2 separate regions of the Rattus norvegicus genome follow, and region 1 is linked to region 2. Evidence: chromatin contacts called from public Hi-C data. All regions are on one chromosome and are shown on one strand. The core of a region is the stretch at or near the end of the contact, and the rest is flanking DNA. Distances in the headings are between cores, read along the strand shown. Region 1 has its middle 12 kb from the start of Ankrd9. Region 2 overlaps Zfp839 (zinc finger protein 839).

Region 1 (4,206 bases), core at 227-2,726, 140 kb before region 2:
CAGAGGTGAACACCGTATGTACTGTACACAGCCATACCTGCCTTCTAGGTGCTAGGTGGGCGCTAGGAAGCCCTCTTCTTAGGTCGTTCTGTGTTCAGTTCTTCTTCATGTGTGTTCAGCCTTCAGCCCTGCAGGCACCGGAGTCACGTAAATGTGCACCTGGGGAAGGCCAGGCCAGGCCAGAGGGGACCAGGAAAGCTCCCTGGAGGCATAGTTATCCTGCTTGGTGAGCAAGCTAAGCTGGGAGGACAGCATTCCAGATGGAGAGCACGGCTGTCTGACTGGAGGGAGAAGTGCAGAGGGCTGGACTTGGGCCGCTTTTGCCTGCAGGCAGAGTGCACTGTGCAGACACAGGCCAGTGTGTTTCTTGGTCATTCGGGTGAAAAGGTGTGTTGCCATGTCAACACAGCCGTCGCCTGCACCTTGAAGCACTGTAAACTAGGGTGTCGCACACTCAAAGCCTGGGAGCCTGTGGGAACCCAGTGGGGCTGGCAGGACGCACCTCACTACGAGGGTCATGGAGGAAACAAAGGCCAGCATCTAGCAGGATGTGGAGGGGACCCAGAGGAGTTGCAGGGTGGTAGCCAGGAGAGGGGCTGGTTCGAGTCAGGCGGCGAATTTTCGTAGCAAGGAGCCTTCGGAGGGCATATGGCTGGAGGAGTGGGGAGTAGTGTCAGCGGTGGGTCCCGAACTGGCAGACCCAGCGGAGTCCTGGAGTCCAGGCAGCCCAAGGCCTGGCACCCTCCCAGGGCCTGGAGGTTCCGCGATTCCTTCCTCTACCGCTAGAGGGCAGTGCTGGCCGCTGCTCTGCTGCACAGACAGGGATACAATGCCTCACGCTCTGGTCCCAGCCAGGGCTGCGGGACAATGTAGCCCCCTGCACGCTCCCCGTGGCCTCGCGGGTCGAATGGGCCGGCTGGACGCCCCTCCTTGCCCTGCGCCCTTGTCGCACGTCTCGTGGATCACACGAGAAAGTGAAGACGCGAGGATGCGAGCCGGTTGGGTTTTGGGCGACTGCTCTCGACTCCAGCCTGACGTGCAGGGGCCGCTGTATCACTAGGACTAGTCTGAATTGTGTGACCTGGGCTGGGCCTGACCCCACCCCGGCTCAGTTTATCCTGCTTTACTTCACTGCCTGCTCCCGCCATTCCTGAGTTGGCAGCTGGAATAGCACTCTGTAAATAAGATAGGTCGCACCAAAGACGCGGAGGTTATAGGTGCAAAGCCGGCTCTGAGCCCAGGCTGCCGGCCACAGTCCGGAGGGGGACTGACTCCTGAGGGAAGGTGAGCTCTAGGACCAGCAATGCTGTCAAAGTCAAAGATTCCCGCAGGAATCCAGGGCTAGGTGCTGGGAAGGTCAAGGGGCGAACTGACTTTCTCCTCCCAGCCTTCCTGATCCTACCATCTTCCTGGCCCCCAAGGCAACCAGAGCTTACTGGTTAGTCTCTTCTGGTAGGAACCTTATAGGTCCGGGCTGGGCCATTTCTGTTTCTGTTCCCAAAAGCCAGGCTGCGCCCTCTGTGGGCCTTTCTGACACAGCCTATGAGGGAGGAATCACCATTTCCGGCTTCAGCCCTGCTCTCCCACCCTCTACCCATTTCCTGTTCCCTCTCCACCTGGCCCTAGCTCCTTAGAGTCAGCCCCACCTACTTCCATGATTAACTCTCCACTTAGTCATCCTGGTTTATGGGGCAGTTTCCTACCCTCTTGACTGGACAGGTAGGCTCCACCCTCTGGGCTGACCACCTAGGCACGGTGCTTGGGTGGTGCGCCAGGGTGGGGGGTGGGGTGGGGGGTAGGGGTGTGTAATGGGTAGTCCTTTTGCCAAGTCACTCCAGAGGTGAAGCCATGCTCACTTCTGGGGAAGAGAACACCAGGCAGAGGGAATAGGACCTATAAAGGACCTGAAACCCTAAGGTTCTAGGGAGGTGGGGTGGAGGTTTTGGTTTGAAAAGTGGGGTGGGGACAGCTTAGAAAAAAAGAGGGGTCACATCTGACTTTGGCTGTGGCAGGTATATTTGGGGGTTTCTGGAAGAACAGGACCAGTAGAACGTATTATATTTAATATTAGTATATTATATTCAATTGTGTTTATATCTAATTATATATCATATGCATAATTACAATAGACTGCTAGGTTTGAGGTGAGAGGCCTGAACACCATTGCCATCTGCATTCTGGAGAGCAGGAGAACCAGGTCTCTGAGGGTCTGGGTCTAAGCAGCAGGCGCCTCCCACTGCATTCCCACAGCCCGAGGTAAAGACACGCACACTTCCTGGAGTCTCCAGTTGAGTGGACACTGACCCAGTGAACTGAGCAGTGCTGTGTACGTGTCTGTCATTGCAGCATTCAGAGATACTGAGACAGGAGGATCGGAGCAGGCAGTTAAGACCGGCATGGGCTAGAATGTGAGACCACCTCAAAAACAAACAAACCAATCAAACAAGCTTGCCAAAGAAACCAGGGGACACTGGCTCGGAAGAGTAGAACTTGCACACACTGGCTGGCTTTCTCCCATTTTTTTTTCTACTTTCTCGCCCCCAAGACAGGGTCTCTCTATGTGATCCTAGCTGTCCTAGAACTCCTTGTGGAGATCAGGATGGCCTCGACTTCACAGAGATCTGCCTGGTGCTGTCTCCAAAGTCTGTCTCCAAAGTGCTGGGGTTAAAGACACAAAACAGGGGCTGGAGAAATGGCTCAGTGGCTAAGAGCACTGACTGCTCTTCCCGAGGTCCTGAGTTCAAATCCCAGCAACCACATGGTGGCTCACAACCATCTGTAGTGAGATCTGATGCCCTCTTCTGGTGTGTCTGAAGACGGCTACAGTGTACTCATATATGATAAATAAAAAATTTTAAAAAATTAAAAAAAAAAGACACAAAACAGCACACGTGTCATGTCCCACTCTTACTCCGCCGAGGCCCCAGCCCATGAACGCTGCTGCACAGATCTAGCTCCTGACCCACAAGTCAGTTGGCATCTGGAATGGCCTCTCCGGCAGACCCGACGTTTGCCTTACCAATGGCCTAGGCATCTCTTAACCCAGTCAAACTGACAAGAGCAGCCCTCGGCACTTTCAGGCTGCTGGAGGTTGTGCGCTGGCCCTGAAGGGTACAGTCAGGGCATTGACACCACTGGCTTTATCCAGAGGCTCCTCCTCTTCTAGACCGTCTCCATGCCCACATGGCTAGAGTCCTCGGTACAGGTCGGAGAAAAGCAATGATGTTACTTGGAAGTTTGGGGTGACAGCCCACCTCCCTGGCCAGGCACGGAAGAGCCTAGCTCACCATCTCTGCCTACCTTGTGTCTTGTGGTAGGCAGTTATGATGGAAGGAACCACAGCTCTGAGAAAGTCTAGACCCCAGTGGGGTGATTCAGAACTTACATTAGTAAGCCTTTCCTTCCTGGGACGGAGTGACGCTTACAGCGTGCTTGTGTGATACCATTCCTGGGGGAGATTTGAACAGGTATCCACTCACGCTAGAAAGGAAACCAATAGCAATGATACCACCTAAGTCCCACTTGGGGAACCAGTGAGTTTACTGGGTCACTTATAGGAGCGTGAGGGACCCAGAGGCAGCTGCATCACCAAGGTACCCCAATGTCGGTGACGACTCACGAGAGCTGGAAACCTGGAGCTCCCTGAGCCAGCTGCAGGCAGCGGCCCCACAGGTCTGAGAGTCTCTCCTCCTCGGCAACCCTTACTGCTTACATAAAAACATCAGGGAGAGGGAGACTTTGTGAACCTGGTATGTTTCAGGACAACCTAAGGCTTCTGAGTTGTTTGTTCTTGAGTCTTTTTTGTTTTGTTTTGTTTTCTGTTTTCTCGAGACAGTTTCTCTGGGTAGCCCTGGCTGTCCTGGAACTCACTCTGTAGACCAGGCTGGCCTTGAACTCAGAGATCTGCTTGCCTCTGCCTCCCAAGTGCTAGGATCAAAAGTGTGCACCACCACAGCCCTGCCTACTTGTTGACTCTTAAGGGGCGTCCTCCTGGATGGAATGTTTCTGCTCACAGGAAGTTGCAGGCCAACAGTGTTGCCCTGTCCTTCCTTCTAATCTCAGTCTCCTTGTAAAGTGGCCCAACCATCATGACCTAGCACACGGGTAGATAAGGTCAATGAGACGGCGCTTTGTCAACAGGCCCTGCCTCTTTAAACACTTAACCATACCAGTAACTGCTGACTACGTGGTTCTTTCAGAGGACTT
Region 2 (4,527 bases), core at 1,858-4,357:
CTGTGGAACTCACTCTGTAGCCCAGGCTGGCCTCAGATTCTCAAGAGAGCCACCTGCCTCTGCCTCTCAAGTGCTGGAATTAAAGGTGTGAGCCACCACCACCCAGATCAGTTTGTTTTTTTTTTTTTCTTTTTTCTTTTTTTCGGAGCTGGGGACTGAAAGTTTATTTTTTTAAGATTTACTTTATTTTTAATTATTTGTGTGGGTATGTGCACATACATGAAGACAGGTGCCCTTGAAGACCAGGGGCACTGTGTCCCCCTGGAGCAGGAGTGATATGGATTTGTCACCTCCTGACACGTGTGCTGGAAATTGAACCCAGCTCCTCTGGAAGAGCATCCAGTGCTCTTAACTGCTAGATCACCTCTCTAGCCCCCTTCCTTTTCCATAGTCTTAGTCTAGGCTAAACTTAGTCTAGGCTAAACTGGCCCAGGCAGGCCTCAAACTTATAGCAGTCCCCCTGCTTCATCTGGATGAAGTGGCTTACCATTACAAGTTTCGCAAGAGTTGTGTGGCCTTGTGCTTCCTACCATTTACCCATCCATCTAGACTGGCTTGGTCCTTCTTTATCCCAGTGCTGCTCTATCTGCTTTTATGTTTTCTGTTGCCCAGGACACTGAGGATGATCTTGTACCCCCCCCCCTCCATCCTCTTCCAAGCGCTGGGTTGCAAGCATTCACCCCCACACTGCCTCTGGGCACTGGGGATTAGACCTAGGGCTCCATGCATGCTGGGCAAGTACTCTACCAGGTGAGTCACCTTGCCAGTACCAGCTCCGGCTTTTAATCAGGAGCCTGTGAAAGCTCGGCTCCAACTCAGGACAGTGTTCTCATGCAGCCATGGTGTGTGCTCTGTTGCAGATGAGGTCTCCCACCAGCTCTCCGAAGCATACAGGAAGGAGCTCCTTTTGAAGCACACCATTGGCGCAGAGCTGGCCCATACTGTAGACCGCAACCTCAGCCTGACCTACCTGTCCATGTGGCTGCACCAGCCCTACATAGAGAGCGACAGCAAGCTGCAGCTAGAGAGCATGCTGCTGGAAACAGGGCACCGGGCCCTTTGACTCCCTGGCCACCTTGCCTGTGACCACGGTCTTGGAGCTCCAGACCACTGGCTGTTGTGCCTCAAGGGTCCTGGGGTCGCTCTCCCCACTGCTGCAGCTGCCCCACTGCTCCGTCCCAGAGATCCTGAAGCTCCAGTGACATAAACAATGGCTGAGGGCCGAGTTTTGTAAACCGGCGGACTTCACTGTTACATCCTGGAGACAGCCTGAGTTTCCTAGAAGCTACTACTTTGTACCTGTCCTCCATTTGTCTGTTTTGTGGTCCTGGAAATCAAATCCAGACTTCATACAAACTGAATATTCAACTGCTGGTCCACACTCCCAACCCTGTGCTTAAAATCTGAAGAGAATGTTTTAGTTCTGAAACTATCCCAGAAATACCAGACGTGTAAAGTCTCCTAAGTGGGGACAGAGAGATGGTTTAGCAGTTGAGAGCACTTGTGAACTTCTGGTTTCCCCTGGCAGCCACACATATTTGCATGTGCATGTGTGCAAATGCACATGCACCCACAGAGAAATAATCTTTTTAAATTTTAGTTTTACTTAGGTATTTGTGTATAGGCCACATGTACAGATGACCAGGGCAACCACAAATGGGGGTGGGGGTGGGGTCCTTGGAGCTAGAGTTACAAGAGGTTGTCGGCCACCTGATTTGGGTGTCAGAAACCAAACTCCAGTCAGTCCTCTGGAAAAACAGTTCATGCTCTTAAGTGCTCAGTCATTTCTCCTATAGCTGGAAATATATATATTTAATATATAAAATATATTAATAAAATATATTGAAATACACTGTTTTTAATCCAATAGAATTAATTGAGTATAGTGTCACAAAAATGAAAACCACTTACCAAAACTTGCTACTGCTTGCATGAAAAGATGAACAAGCCAGTGAGACGACCAATAACTGCAGCTTGTTTCCATCTGGGGCCTGGATGTGCTGTGTCTGTTTGGCTTTCTCTCAGCCATTAGCATACTGCCTAAGTCCATAGAGAACTAACATTCCTCAGGGAGAGCTGCCTGTATAGTGAGGTCAACTGGCCCTCAGGAACGACCACTTGTACTTCCTTCACTCCTTCCTGATGGGGGCGCACTAAGACCACTGTTCCCATCTGGGGGTGGGCACTCTTGGGCCACTGCGCCCATCTTTTGGGGAATACCCAAGACTACCCTGCTCCTTCTCTCGTGTCTGTGTGTATGGGCACACGAGCTACATTGCATCTGCAGTGGGTGTGGGGCCTTGCCTTCTGCCTTGATACAGAGCCTCTTGTTCACTGCTGTAAACACCGGGATACCTGGCTTGCAAGCTTGTGTTTCTCCTGTCTCAGCCTCTATCTCCTTGTAGATGCCATGGGGGTTACCTACACTTGTGCTGTGCTATGCTGCTTCTAGGGATCTGGACTCAGTTCATCAGGTTTACACAGTGAGCGCTGTGCCCTCTGCTGCTCCCTTTTCCCAGAGGACAAAGGTCCAGAGTTAGACACGTTTGCTTGAGACATGACCTCACTCCACAGCCAGGTTGATCTGGACATGCTACAGTCTTTGACCAAGCAATCTGTGGCTCATGATGCCTACTTTTAGCTTGTGTATAGCTGTCTTCTGTTTCCTGGAGTTAGCTTTCTAATGTTTTTAAGTTGTACATGTGCCTGTGTGAGCTTACGTGCACCTGGCTATAGCTGCCCAGAGACCGAAGGAGGGCGCTGGATCCTTTGGAGGTAGAACTAGAGGCAGGCAGTTGTGAGCTGTCCAGCATGAGGGTAATCAAACTCTCCTTTTCCAGACCAGTCTACATGCTTAAAGATTTCCTTACGTTTTCTGAGATGGGCCTGCTGGGTAACTAACTCATGCTGACTTCAGAATCACTACGCTCCCACCTCACCTCCAATGCTGAGATTTCAGACCCAACTTCTGTGGCTTCTCGGTGATCTGCTCCCCAGCCACCCATTAGCACACAAGAGTGCTAATGGAAAGATCAATACAGCCGAGGACAGGCAGAAACTAAGATAAACAGATATTGATCCTGCAGCGTATTTCCTATCTGAACAGCTCAGATGTCATCAGAGGTCAGTGTGGCACTTGAGGTTGAGCACAGTGGTGGATCACACACGCCTTCTACAGTCTCAAACCTGCCAAGTTCACAGGGAAGGAGACAAAAAGCTCGGACCCACCTTGCCCCGGACTGAGAAGGTCTGAGGTGACTCCACAGTGAAGACTGGGAAAGACGTGGTCGGTGGTGTCTTTTGTAAAGCATTTCAGGCAAACCACAAAGCACTGAAGATAAAATAATAAATGTCAACATGCCCCAATAGCAGATTAGGAATTCAGGCAATGGGACGTGGTAGGCTTCTGAGGAGTGGCCTGGTCCACAAGACACAGCCCTTCCTGGGTTGGTCTGATGGTCCCCAGTTCCAGGCACCCCTGTTCTGCTAGGAGACCCACCTGTTCATCCCTGTGACCCCTACTTTGAGAGTGAGAAAACAGGAAGGGCAAGGGCGGTGGGGAGCAATTCATCTTGACTCAGCACAGCACCAGGATGCCGTGCAGCTGCGTCTCAGGCGCTCAGGTCTTCCAAAGACTGCAGGAGTAAGCCAAGAACTGCTGAAGTCCAGTGCTCTCATCTAATAAGGACAAACAGCATTCTCCTTAGTCCCACAATATTGCCATGGAAACCCTCACAAAGAAATCCTGAGACAGTATGTTACAGCTGAAACATCAAAAGTGATGGGCTTCCCCGTGAGCCCTAGGTTTCTGTAGAGCCTTTTATGTCAGCACTGGAGAAGCAGAGGCAGGAGGATTCTAAGTTCAAAGCCAACCTCAGCTATAGCAAGACCCAGTCTTGGGGTGTGGGGAGAATGAACATAAACCCAAGTGGATACCTGGTGAGAAGGCTCCTTGGGTATAGGCACTCACTGTGCATGTCTGGCAACCTGAGAGCCATCCCGGAATTAGATAAAGGAAGGAAGAAAGCTGGGCATGATGGCACATACCTTTAGTCTCAGCACTCAGGAGGTAGATAGATCTCTAAGTTGGAGGCCAGCTTAGTCTACGTAGTGATTTCTAGTCAGAGCTACATAGTGAGGCCCTGTCTCAAAAACAAAACAAAAAAACCAAACAGCAAACAAAACCCCACCTGATCACACAGCCTGTCACTGTAGCTACCGGAGGCTAACAGGAGGAGCACAGATTGGAGGACTGCTTGGGCCACTTCACGAGACTGTCTTAAAGATGGAGCTCAGTGACTAAGGCTGCCCACACGTTCAAGGCTGTTTTCAATCCCCACACACATCAAGAAAGCAAATACAAATGACTTTCATTTTGACTTTTCAGTAGAACACTGCCAAATCGGCTAGCTTCCTGAAGTACAGACGTCATCTGTGGAAGAAACAGCACATCATCAAGAGCGGAGGCGGAATGATGTGGAACGGCCGCAAGGCTGGTGGGTGACGATGAAATGAAGCGTAACTGCT

The links. A called contact is a pair of places that touch in the nucleus more often than the background predicts.
Region 1: a Hi-C map of liver shows a contact between it and region 2, with 3 times the contacts expected there. The contact joins two enhancer-like sites. A contact is called at or near these places in 5 of 12 Hi-C or Micro-C datasets (the A7r5 cell line, the Rat2 cell line, liver and 1 more).

What each region holds. Positions count from the first base shown.
Region 1 is chr6:135,839,796-135,844,001 of GRCr8, reverse strand. No RefSeq gene overlaps it. Among named protein-coding and RNA genes, the nearest start is that of Ankrd9, 12 kb to the right of the region's middle. Within about 2 kb of position 1,476, at least 23 of the 93 cell types and tissues checked have an H3K27ac peak or open chromatin away from gene starts, as enhancers often do. A contact at or near this core is called in liver, where this site is marked.
Region 2 is chr6:135,704,126-135,708,652 of GRCr8, reverse strand. It overlaps Zfp839 (zinc finger protein 839), which reads right to left. Exons shown (of 8, transcript XR_010052386.1): 7 at 1,912-4,527; 8 at 1-1,796. It overlaps Cinp (cyclin-dependent kinase 2-interacting protein), which reads left to right. Exons shown (of 5, transcript NM_001106758.2): 5 at 861-1,862. The coding sequence ends at 1,063. Among named protein-coding and RNA genes, the nearest start is that of Cinp, 14 kb to the left of the region's middle. Within about 2 kb of position 3,107, at least 14 of the 93 cell types and tissues checked have an H3K27ac peak or open chromatin away from gene starts, as enhancers often do. A contact at or near this core is called in liver, where this site is marked.